2 separate regions of the Rattus norvegicus genome follow, and region 1 is linked to region 2. Evidence: chromatin contacts called from public Hi-C data. All regions are on one chromosome and are shown on one strand. Each heading gives the region's core, a stretch centred on a gene start, on an enhancer-like site or on the middle of the called end of the contact. The rest is flanking DNA. Distances are from core to core; before and after follow the strand shown.

Region 1 (4,874 bases), core at 1,231-3,730, 380 kb after region 2:
ATCTTGTCATGTATATGGGCCTTGTGTGTTGACAAATATCTCCTCACTTGAAGGAGGATTTTGGAGTAGGCAGATGCTAGTTTCTGTTTACTGTTATATACAGCTCCTGACATAGTTCGAATGACTCCTAATTGTCCAAATTAAAGGTTTACTTTTAAACTCATGATTCTGAATAGTCATGTTCAAGGAAAAAAAATTATGTTTTAAGTAGCAAACTTCCATTGTGAAGGAGAAAATGAAAACAAAAAAGCATCAGTTTCTCTGATTTTATATTCAGAAGCCACACCAATGTACTCCTCTCTGATTTACGGGGCATACTGCCCTTCTGCGCCTGCCACAAGTATTTGGAAACCTTGACTGGTTGGTGCCTTTGCGGCTTCCTCTGGGTGGCATAGTTCACCAGAGGTGGGGCAGCTTTGTGCAAAGGTTCATTCAATCATGACCCAATAGCACTCAAAGCTCAGAGCAGCACACCCTCTGTATTTCTCCTGCCCCCCTTCGTGAAACAAGACACCCACCAGCAATTTCCTGTGCTGACAGACTGGGGACAAAGCCCCTGAGCGGAGGAGAAATGGAGACCTTGCTGGCTTTGCTCGTTATTTGGCAAGACTAATGCTGGACATGAAGCACCTGCCTGATACCACCTAGCCATTTCAGAATCTCTCCACAGCTCCGCACTCTCATGGGACTCTGTGTGGGAGACAATGACCCATTCATTCCTCTCAGGATTAGCTTTCTGGAATGGCCCTTAAAACAGGAGGCTCCTCTCTCTCTGGAGAGCACTAGGTCCTTGTGGTGTCTTGGGTGCAAGGGATGGGAACTCACTGATGAAGGTTCAAATGTCTCAGATGCAGAATAATGGTCCTTGGGTGGGAATGCCTGGCAAACATCTGGTGTTTCTTTACTTTGTGAACATCTGGTGTCACATGAGTTCTACCCGCTGACCCAGTCACACTCCCCGCAGCCCGCTGAGAGAGAGACTACTGAAATCACAGTCCCACCACCAGAGACGGTGGCGTAATTTCTTGTGTTTTGCTCTGAGCCAGGTCTGTTAGGCCTCCTTGGGTGGTTTTGATATGCAGTCAAGATGAGAAACCTGTGTGTCGGCAGAAGGAGACATTAATGGATTAGGGAACATGATTTATCGATGTGAAATGTTGAAACAAGTTGAAGAACTATAGTTGTCTATTGAATCGTATCAGGTGCTTGAAACATTTGGAATAACTTTATTTACACTGAAAACAGTCATCTTGAGAGAGGGGCCGTAGACACACAGAGGCCCACCTGCCCCCTTTTGGTGCAGTGCAGGAAGGGGGAGATGTCCAGAGACACCCCCACTGTACCACCATGCCTCATGGTGGGCTGTAGACATCTAAAGGCCCACTTGCGGGAGGGTAGAGAAGGTCACCCAGAGGCTTGTCAGTCACATGGCCCACTCTCAGTGGCAGCCACTGCAGTCTGCAAGTATGTGATGGACAGAGAGGAAAGGGAAACGGAAGAGCTTGAACATTATGAAGAGAAATGGAACTGAAGACACAAGGGTGAAGAGGAACAGCCTGCTGTGAGTCCAACACCTGAAGCCATGATGAAGTCTAGCCCATGCAGCTGCTGAGGGCCATGTCTGAGTCCATGGCCAGGCAGCAGCAGGGGTCAGGTAACAATGTTTGGGGCTCATATTACCACTACAGACCATAGGGATGTCCCTGGTCTGAGCAGCCAACCTGGTTTATATAAATGTCCAAGGGATGTGCAGAACTGGCCCTGCCCCTCATTGGCTGTGGTACGCTGGAGAGCTGGCCCCACCTCTCACCTGCTTTGGCACTTGGCAGAGTGGGCCCTGTGTTTCACCTGGGCAGCAGAGTGGAGCTGTCCCTGGTTGTGTGGGTGTGGATGATCCGGCCCTGTTGGGGGCAGGGGGGGTTGTGGGAGGGACAGATAGAGAGAGAGGGAGAGGGAGAGGGAGGGGGAGAGGGAGGGGGAGAAGGAGGAGGAGGGCAAGGAAGAGGGGGAGGTGAGAGGGAGAGGGATAGGAGGAGGAGAAGGGGGAGGGGAAGAGGGAGACGGGGAAGGGGAGGTGAGGAGAGGGGAGAGGGAGAGAGAGAGGGAGAGGGAGAGCCTGCTGCAGTGCTTGGGAAAGTGGCCCCTATGTCTCAACTGTGTAACTGGCTCTGGAGGTGTGACTGTGGGTGAGCCTGCCCAAGAGCATGAGAACAGGAGATCTGACCCTGCCAGCGGCAGCCTTGGGCAGGCTAACCTCATCGGTGCTGTAGAGCTCGCCTCAGTGGCATGGATGTCCAGGCCCAGATCTATGGCTTTGCGTTCTCCCACCCTAACATTTACATCATCTGTGAATTGTTGGAGCATGTGGAATCACCAGTCCTGCTGGTCCACAGCTGCAGGATCTCCATGACCCAGGGCAACAACAGCATAGCCGGGAAGAGTCCTGGTGAGGATCCAATACTGATGATATCACAGAAGCCAGAGGCCTTGACCCAGACCAATGACTCACTGCAACAAACGTTTGCAAATGAAGGAGTGAGGGCAGAGGGACAGACTGTGGGACGCACTGTGACAAACTGCAGCTTCCACAGTGAGATGTTGTCTATGCTCTGCTTCGCCTTGTTTGTTTTTATTTTCTTGTGCAGGGGAAGTTGCCAGGGTGGGGGGTAAATACGAGGGAACAGGGAGTTGAGTGAGACCTCACATGATGTGGAACTCACAAATCAATAAAAAGTTGAAAAAGAAACATCCAGAATAAAGAATTATTTTGAGTTTCATATCAGATTATTGAACTCTTATCTATATTAGAAACCCGCACGGAGATAGATGGTGGTCACCGTGTTAATTACAGACAGCTATTAACAAGTAGGAAAAATAGCAAATCTGCATATTTATCAGGTATCCATGCAAGCTCTCCTTCCTCATGGGCCAGCCCTGCAACAGGATTCGCCCAGGACTCATAGCAAACGGAGATACTTTGCTCAAACCCACCATCTCCTGTAATCAGCCAAGACGGAATTCCAGTGGAGGGACTGGGACACTGAGCCAGCGACAAAACCTTTGGCAGACAATTTGTCCTGACTACGAGGTGTGCCAGGGTAAAGCTGACACAAATTGTGGGAGTGGCCAAACAACGACTGGTCCAGCTTGAGGCTCACGGCATGAGAAAGCTCAGAGACCTAGTATAGAACCAAACTTGACTGGCAAATAAATAAATAAATAAATAAATAAATAAATAAATAAATAAATAAATGGGAGGGGGAGTTGTCAGTGAAATGTTTTTCCGTGATACTCTGCTATACTTAGAGATTGGTGCCTAACTAACTTGTCATCAGAGAGGCTTCATCCAACGACTGGTGGAAACAGATGTTGAGATCCACAGTCAAACAGGCAGAGCTCAGGGAATCCTGCTGAAGACAGGGGGGAAGGATTGTAGGAGCTTGTAGTAGTAAAAACTAAAAAGGGCAGAATCCTTGCTAGTTCTGCTCCCAGCGGGCTATTGGAACGAGTGCTAACTTATCTCAGAGGCTCCACACTGCCCCCATCTACTTTCTGACCCGCTGTCCGCTGTCCGTGAGCCATTCCAACACGGCACCCTGTCAGGCTGCCCCACCCTCACTCACAGCTCTCTTGGCTGGTTTCCCCCACGCCAGGCATACACATCCCAATTCTGTGGCGGCCCGGTGTGTCCAGCCACCATACACTCTCTTGAACTTAAGTCGCCACATGAAAGAGCACATCACACAATATCCTCTGATCCAATTGATAAGATATAATTTGCCCATCTGGACAACACAAAATCCTGTACACACCCATCCCTTAAGAATCGTCATAACGACCTGTAATATGTGCAGAGGGGAGTCTTAACATCGGCCGCCACGTTCTCTCTGCTCCCTCCTCTCTCCAGCCTCCTCTGCCCCTCTAAAACTTTTCTCCCGCCCATCTTTCCTTCTCATCCAATGGCAGGCCTCATTCTATCCTGTACATGCCTTCACCTGCATAATGACATCAACCTACAGGAGCCAAAGAAGTCAAGGACCTGGGCCCTCTGCACATGTGATGTAGTTGTGTAGCTTGGCCTTCCTGTGGTGCCCCTAACAGTAGGAGCGGGGGCTGTCTCTAACTCTTTTGCCTGCTTTTGGGACCCTTTTCCTCCCCCTAGTTGCCTCACCAAGCCTTCATACAAGGGGAGGTGCCTAATTATACTGCAACTTGATATTCCATGTGTGGTTGATATCCATGGGAGGTCTACCCTTTATCTGAAGAGAAAGGTAGAGGGGTGGAGGGGGCAAAAGGAAGGCAGAAGGTGAGAGATTAGGAGGAGAAACTGCAGTTGGGATGGTAGAAAACATTTTTTAAATATAAAAAGTTTTAAAGTAAAAACAAAACAAACAAAAAAGCTGGTTGATGGCTCAGTAATTAAGAGCTCTGGTTGTCATTCTAGAGGACCTGGATTTGGTCATCAGCGCCCACTGGCAGCTCACAACCATCTGTAACTCCAATTCCAGGGGATCTGACACCCTCTTCTGGCTTCTGTGGACACCAAACATGCAGGGTACGCATACATACATGCAGGCAAAACATTCATATACACGAAAGAAGAATAAATACATCTTGAAAATGTAATACAAAAGAACATCGGGGGTGAACACTTGGTGCTTTATTACTTTTCTGTTCTCTTATTTTGTAGCGAGCTCATATTGTTGAATTTTTCTCCTGTTCCTCTTTTAAGGAAATCACCTACCTGATTGGGTAGGTAGGTGTGGCAGTTTAAATGAGAATGGCTACCGTAGGCTCACATGTTTGAATAACTGGTCCTCTTTTTGTAGAACTGTTTGGGAAGGATTCGGAGGTGTGGCCTTGTTGAAGAAAGT
Region 2 (5,461 bases), core at 2,521-5,020:
GTAAGAAAAGGAGGTAGCTAGAGGTCCTGGGAGGTTTCTGTGCTCTGGTGCATTTGCTTTTTATCAGGTAGGAACTGGAAAACGATGAAAGATCCTACCAAGATGGCTTGAGCACATCTGTGTTCTCCACTTGCTCCTGGATCAGAGAACAGTGTGAGCAGGTCAGAGCCGGACGAGAACATTCCAGAGTAGGGTATTTGACCAACCACTATAATTACCCTGGAAAGGTCAAGAAGGGTAATGACTAGAAAGAGGTCACTGGGTTTGGCAGTTAGAAGGTCAGCGGGGACCAGGCCCAGAATAGTGCTCTGGGTACAGCTGATGTCCTTGGTATGAGGGGTAATTGTCAGGGAAGCAAAGGACAGACTCTGATTGTCCAAAGCACAGCAGTGTTTGCGGTTGTCACTCCGTCCGGGGAGCCTTGGCTCTGTGAGGAAGCAGCACGATATAGCAGAGTCTCTGGGCTGAGTATGGGCACTGGATTCCTTGAGAGCTGTACTGTGTGCCTGGGTTGGCAGGAGGTTTGTCCTCTAACTGTGGGAATCCAAGATGATTCCCCGTCACCCCTTACTTAGCTCAGGATTCCTTTCCTGCCTTGGCTGCCATATTTCCTGAGTTTGAAGGGCATAGCTATCCTTTGCCGTCCCAAGCAGAGAGATATGGGGTCTGACTCCTACTTCTCATGGGTTCTAAAGCATAAGGCTGCTCCTGGTCCCTTGTATGAAATGGTGTCATAGCTATGTATAAACTACGTGTATCTTTTCATATACACCAGTCACCTCTAGATGATTTACAGTGCCGGATGTGATGTAAATGTTCTCTAAGCAGATGGCAGCCATATTGTTTAAGTCCATACGTATTCAGTTCATATAAGCTCCCACCATCGCTATTTTCAATACAAAGTTGTTGAAGGAGGTGCCTGTGTGTAGTACTGATGGATACTAAAAGGCTGGCTGTACTCGGACTTTTGAGTTTTTAGCATGCAGCTTACAGAAAGAACCAGTTACAGTCCTCAGCATTTGGAGGGGAGCCCTGGAGCCCCCTGTCAGAGTTCTAAGGGGCAGGGAGGAGCTCTGAATTACTGCTAGCAATCCCTGACACAGGATTGCAAGGTCTAGGAAGGTGGAGTTACACCCCAGGGATCACAGCGGTTTCAAGTTCTGCTCCCCCACCCAGTGACAGAGCCACACTGCTATTTTTTCATGGTCCTGTGACCCACCCAGCCACTGTATAATCAATGTTTCCATTCTTTTCCAAAAGAAACATGTTGATGGTCATTTGCAATCAGGGAAATGAAAGTTTTCCATCTCTCTGTGGCAGCACCACTTAGTTTTGAAAACAAAGAATTTAGCAGAGGAATTTAATCTCTGGTTACTTTGTAATACATCTGTGGCCCTAGACCCCCAAGAGATCCGTTCTTTCCTCATCTTCTATTAGGTTCAGTTCAATTCGTCACTGCCTGGCCCCCACTCCTTTCTGCTTTGTTCAGAAGTATCAAACAGAATGGCTAGAGAATAGGACCGTAACTGTATCCCATTTCAGGATTAAGCAACGAGGAAACGGGAGCCAGACCTGGAAAGGAAAATGTCCTTGCAAATGATCAATCGCAGATAGGACTTAAAACACCCAGCTGTCATCGTGCCACGGGATTGTCTGCCACCTTTGAACAAACTGCTGAGGACTCTTTTGCATTTATATCAGGTTTTAAAGATAATAGATGCCATTCTTCCTGCTCAAATGAATTGTAATTTCACAACTGCTTTGAAGATAGCCCTTCTTTCTTTGTATCTGTGGAAATGAACAACCTCTTGCCCGGACACATCCCCAGCCTCGTACCTGTTTAGTAGAAAAAGGGTTTGTTTGCTCTGGTTGATTAGTGATTTTATTTCAGAAGGACAGGACTGATTCCAAGCGGTGCCGACACCAGGATCAAAGCTGGCTCTTCGTACAATATGCTGGGGTGTCAGAGGCAGGCAAGCTGTTTATGTATCCACTGGGCTAAATTAGTGTCATTATCACTTCGGCAAAGCTTAGATTTTACTGTGTTCTGTGCTAAAGAACCCAATTATGGTATCTGCTGGACGGTGTATTAAATGACACCATTTAATTAAAGCCTAATCTCTCTCTCTCTGGATAAGCAATATTTGAAGTTATTAAACATTCTTTCATTCAATTACTGCAAATCTCTGACCGTTTTGGAGAGCAGGAAAGAAACTCATCTGGCACCCGGAAGTCCCGGGAGAATGACTGCTGTTTTGTGTTGTGTTTAGGACTCGGTACCCCGTCACAGTCACCCAGGACAGAGCTTCCAGTTTGAAAATTCTACAGATTTGCTTCTCAGGTTTTTGAGCAGCAGAGGACCCTGTCTGTGACTCTCACTGGTTTTCTCCAAGGACTGAGGCCTAATAGAGACCTCAGAAAAGAACCCATTCAAAGGCATAAAGCCATTAAAGAAATACAATTCCCGTGCCAGGGGCTGAGCCCTGTGACTGAGATGACAGCAATTCATTCTGAATGAGTATCTCATCCTGAAACGCAAGAATTAAAATGAGCTTCGACAGTGAACTCTAGAGACAACCTGTAATAGAAGAATTTTTTTTTACTTTTAGAAGAAGAAGTGAGCTAAAGAGACAAAGCTAGTTGGTGGGCCATGAAAGGATCCTCATTCTCTTCAGTTACCTGATTTTGCCATGGAGAAACCAGGGACACGCAATTTAGCTAACTGCCAACAGTGGCCACTAGCCAAATACCAACAGCACGCAGCTTCTGAGGCATCGTGATGTCACAGCACATGCGGGGTGAAGGTGTTTGTCAGCCTTTCGGGCCAGCCATGAAATCCCAGCGAGAGAGGAGCCTGTGTGTCACAGAAGCGGGGCAGCCAGCTTCAACCCTAGGACCGAGAACCAAGCTTTGCTCATAACCAGTGTTCTGCTTCAGATCTGAGAAAGATTAATAGTCAGATGTGTTCATGGACATGGCCAAAGTGCAGGCTGGAGGTCCTGTGTGCATGGATTCCCTTGGTTAATGAATAAAACCTCATGGCACTTGTTTTCCTGGTGTTACCCTTTTATAAGGTAACTCCGATATAGCTTTTATGGGCCTGTAGTTAGGGAATGTATGCTGTGTCTGAAGTTCATTGTCACGGCTGAGGTGAATGGGGTAAGTCTAGGAGTCCTTCATTTAGTCATTCAGTTGACAAATGCTCTATGTTCCCACGATAGAGACAGTCCTTTCCCAGATAGACTCAAATTCGGATTCCCAGCCCGTCTTTGTTAACTGTTTGGTACTATGCGTCTTACTTAACTCTCTCACTGTGATACAAGACTAACAACACGCATCTCATGGGATTGGGGTAAAAATTGAGAGTCATTTCGGTGTCTTCTATGTGACTATACATAGAAGTGATAAATATGGGATGACTATTGACAGCGTTCTTCCTTGAACTGTACTCTGGCATAGAGGCTAGATATAGGAAGTTCCAGTTTATTTAAAAAAAAAAAAAACAACAACACTCAAATGAATCAGCGAAAGTTAATGCTGGCTTGTGTGGGGGACAACACACTTCACTACCGACATACACACGTATGCATGTACATAGATACAGATATGACTTTCTAACTTCAAGCATGCATATAATCTAGCATGCTTTCTAGTTGTTTACTGCGGTAAGATGTCTTTCTGTGCTGGAAGAATTTCCAGTATGGGGTGAAATGGCTGGATGTAATCATCAGGTTGAGTTACTTACACGAAGCCAGTTACTAGCTCTCTGCCAACTAGAGCTGTGCCCTCAGGCCCTGCTTGATTGGCAGCCCATTGCTATACTCCAGGGGAGCATAGTTCATCCAAATAACTTGTCTCTCACTTTCCAATTCTAACGTGAGAAGGGACTGCAGCTAGATGGTCTCTTAGTGATAAACGGACAATGGGTATTCACTGTCCTGCTTCTTGGCAGAAACAATGGCTAGGCTATGTACTGTGAGGATATTACAGAGGGCAACCTGAAGAATAGAATACTCAGGAAACTTGAAGCAGACTCCGAGGTAAGGCTGGTAGAAATGTGTCTGAGTGGTCTTGTTTATTGACCCCGGACTGGGGTTGAAAGGCAATAGAAAATGTGTAGAGATTGAAAACCGTAACACAACCTTAAGATGACGAATGAGTTGTGTTGTGCACAAGTCATGTTTACTGGGATAGAATGACTGAAATAAAAAAATAGGCATCTACAGGGAGGCCTGGGCACACTCGCTGGCGAGACGAAGGTGTATTTAGAGTCAGGAAGCTAATGATACAAAAAGCCTTTCCAGGCAGTGGTGGAACCCAGAGTGATTCATGGGCCTAGCTAATCTCTGCGCTGTTGAACTGGATCACCTGCTGTTTGAAGATTCCCACCTGTCCCTGGTTCTCGAGAACACATTTTCTATTAAACAGCTCATATCTCCATCCCTCCCTCTCTTCCTCTAGCCTTTTCACTTTTAATTTATTTGTTTCTTGAGACAGTCTTCATAAACAGTCCAGCTTGGCTTCAAACTCATGATCCTCCCACCTCCCGAGTGCTGGGACAATTGGCATGTGGTGCCATGCATGGCTCCCTTTTTACTTTAGACATTATATCAGCCTAGAATCTTCCAAAGCATGGCTGACAACCTGTTTACCAAGTCTGCTCTGTCCCACCTCCTCTAGCGTGCCCATTTCTCATACCCATCTTTGCATTTTCACTGATATCTCTAATCTAAAACCTGCAACTCCATGTATGAGCTATTGAGAGGGACCCTCAAGCGTCCCAGTTATTATTTATTTATTTATTTATTTAGTTAGTTAGTTAGTTAGTCAGCTTGACATAGTATAGATTCATTTGGTAAGAAGGAACTCGCCCCCATCAAATTGGCCTGTGAGCAAGGCTGTGAGGCCATTTTTTACAAACAGTTGATGTGGGAGGATCCAGCCCATTGTAGACTGTGTCTCTTCCGGGCCCTTGGCCCTGAGCTGTGAAAGAAAGCAGGCTGAACAAGCTCTAGGGAACAGGGCAGTAAGCAGCGCCCATCCCTGTCCTCTGCATTGGTTCCTGCCTTGAGTTCCTGCCCTGACTTCCTTTGATGATGGGCTGTGATGTGAAACTGAAACTATTCCCCTCATGCCCACAAGTTGCTCTTGGTCATGGTGTTTGTCATGCAACAAAAGCCTAATTAAGACATGGAGCTAGGACTTGGCCTCCTCGTCTTTCCTTGTTCTGGCTCAACCATCCATCCATACTGCTGGTTGATTTTTAATTCCTGTAGAGATGCTTTGAATATATCGTCCCCTTTAGCTAAACCTCCAGTGGTTTCCTAGCGCCCGTGGTCCTAACAATGTAAATTTCACCTTGCTCACTTGGGTTATTATTTAGTCCATCAAGAATTGCTTATGACACCAACCTTGCCTTTTGTGAACTTGCAGTATGCACAGAGTCTGCATAACCAAGGTA

Evidence for each region. A called contact is a pair of places that touch in the nucleus more often than the background predicts.
Region 1: a contact with region 2 is called in a Hi-C map of liver, with 3 times the contacts expected there. The contact joins two enhancer-like sites. A contact is called at or near these places in 2 of 12 Hi-C or Micro-C datasets (kidney and liver).

Annotation. Positions count from the first base shown.
Region 1 is chr15:24,123,926-24,128,799 of GRCr8, forward strand. No RefSeq gene overlaps it. Among named protein-coding and RNA genes, the nearest start is that of Tmem260, 87 kb to the right of the region's middle. Within about 2 kb of position 2,481, at least 6 of the 93 cell types and tissues checked have an H3K27ac peak or open chromatin away from gene starts, as enhancers often do. A contact at or near this core is called in liver, where this site is marked.
Region 2 is chr15:23,744,086-23,749,546 of GRCr8, forward strand. No RefSeq gene overlaps it. Among named protein-coding and RNA genes, the nearest start is that of Peli2, 130 kb to the right of the region's middle. Within about 2 kb of position 3,771, at least 5 of the 93 cell types and tissues checked have an H3K27ac peak or open chromatin away from gene starts, as enhancers often do. A contact at or near this core is called in liver, where this site is marked.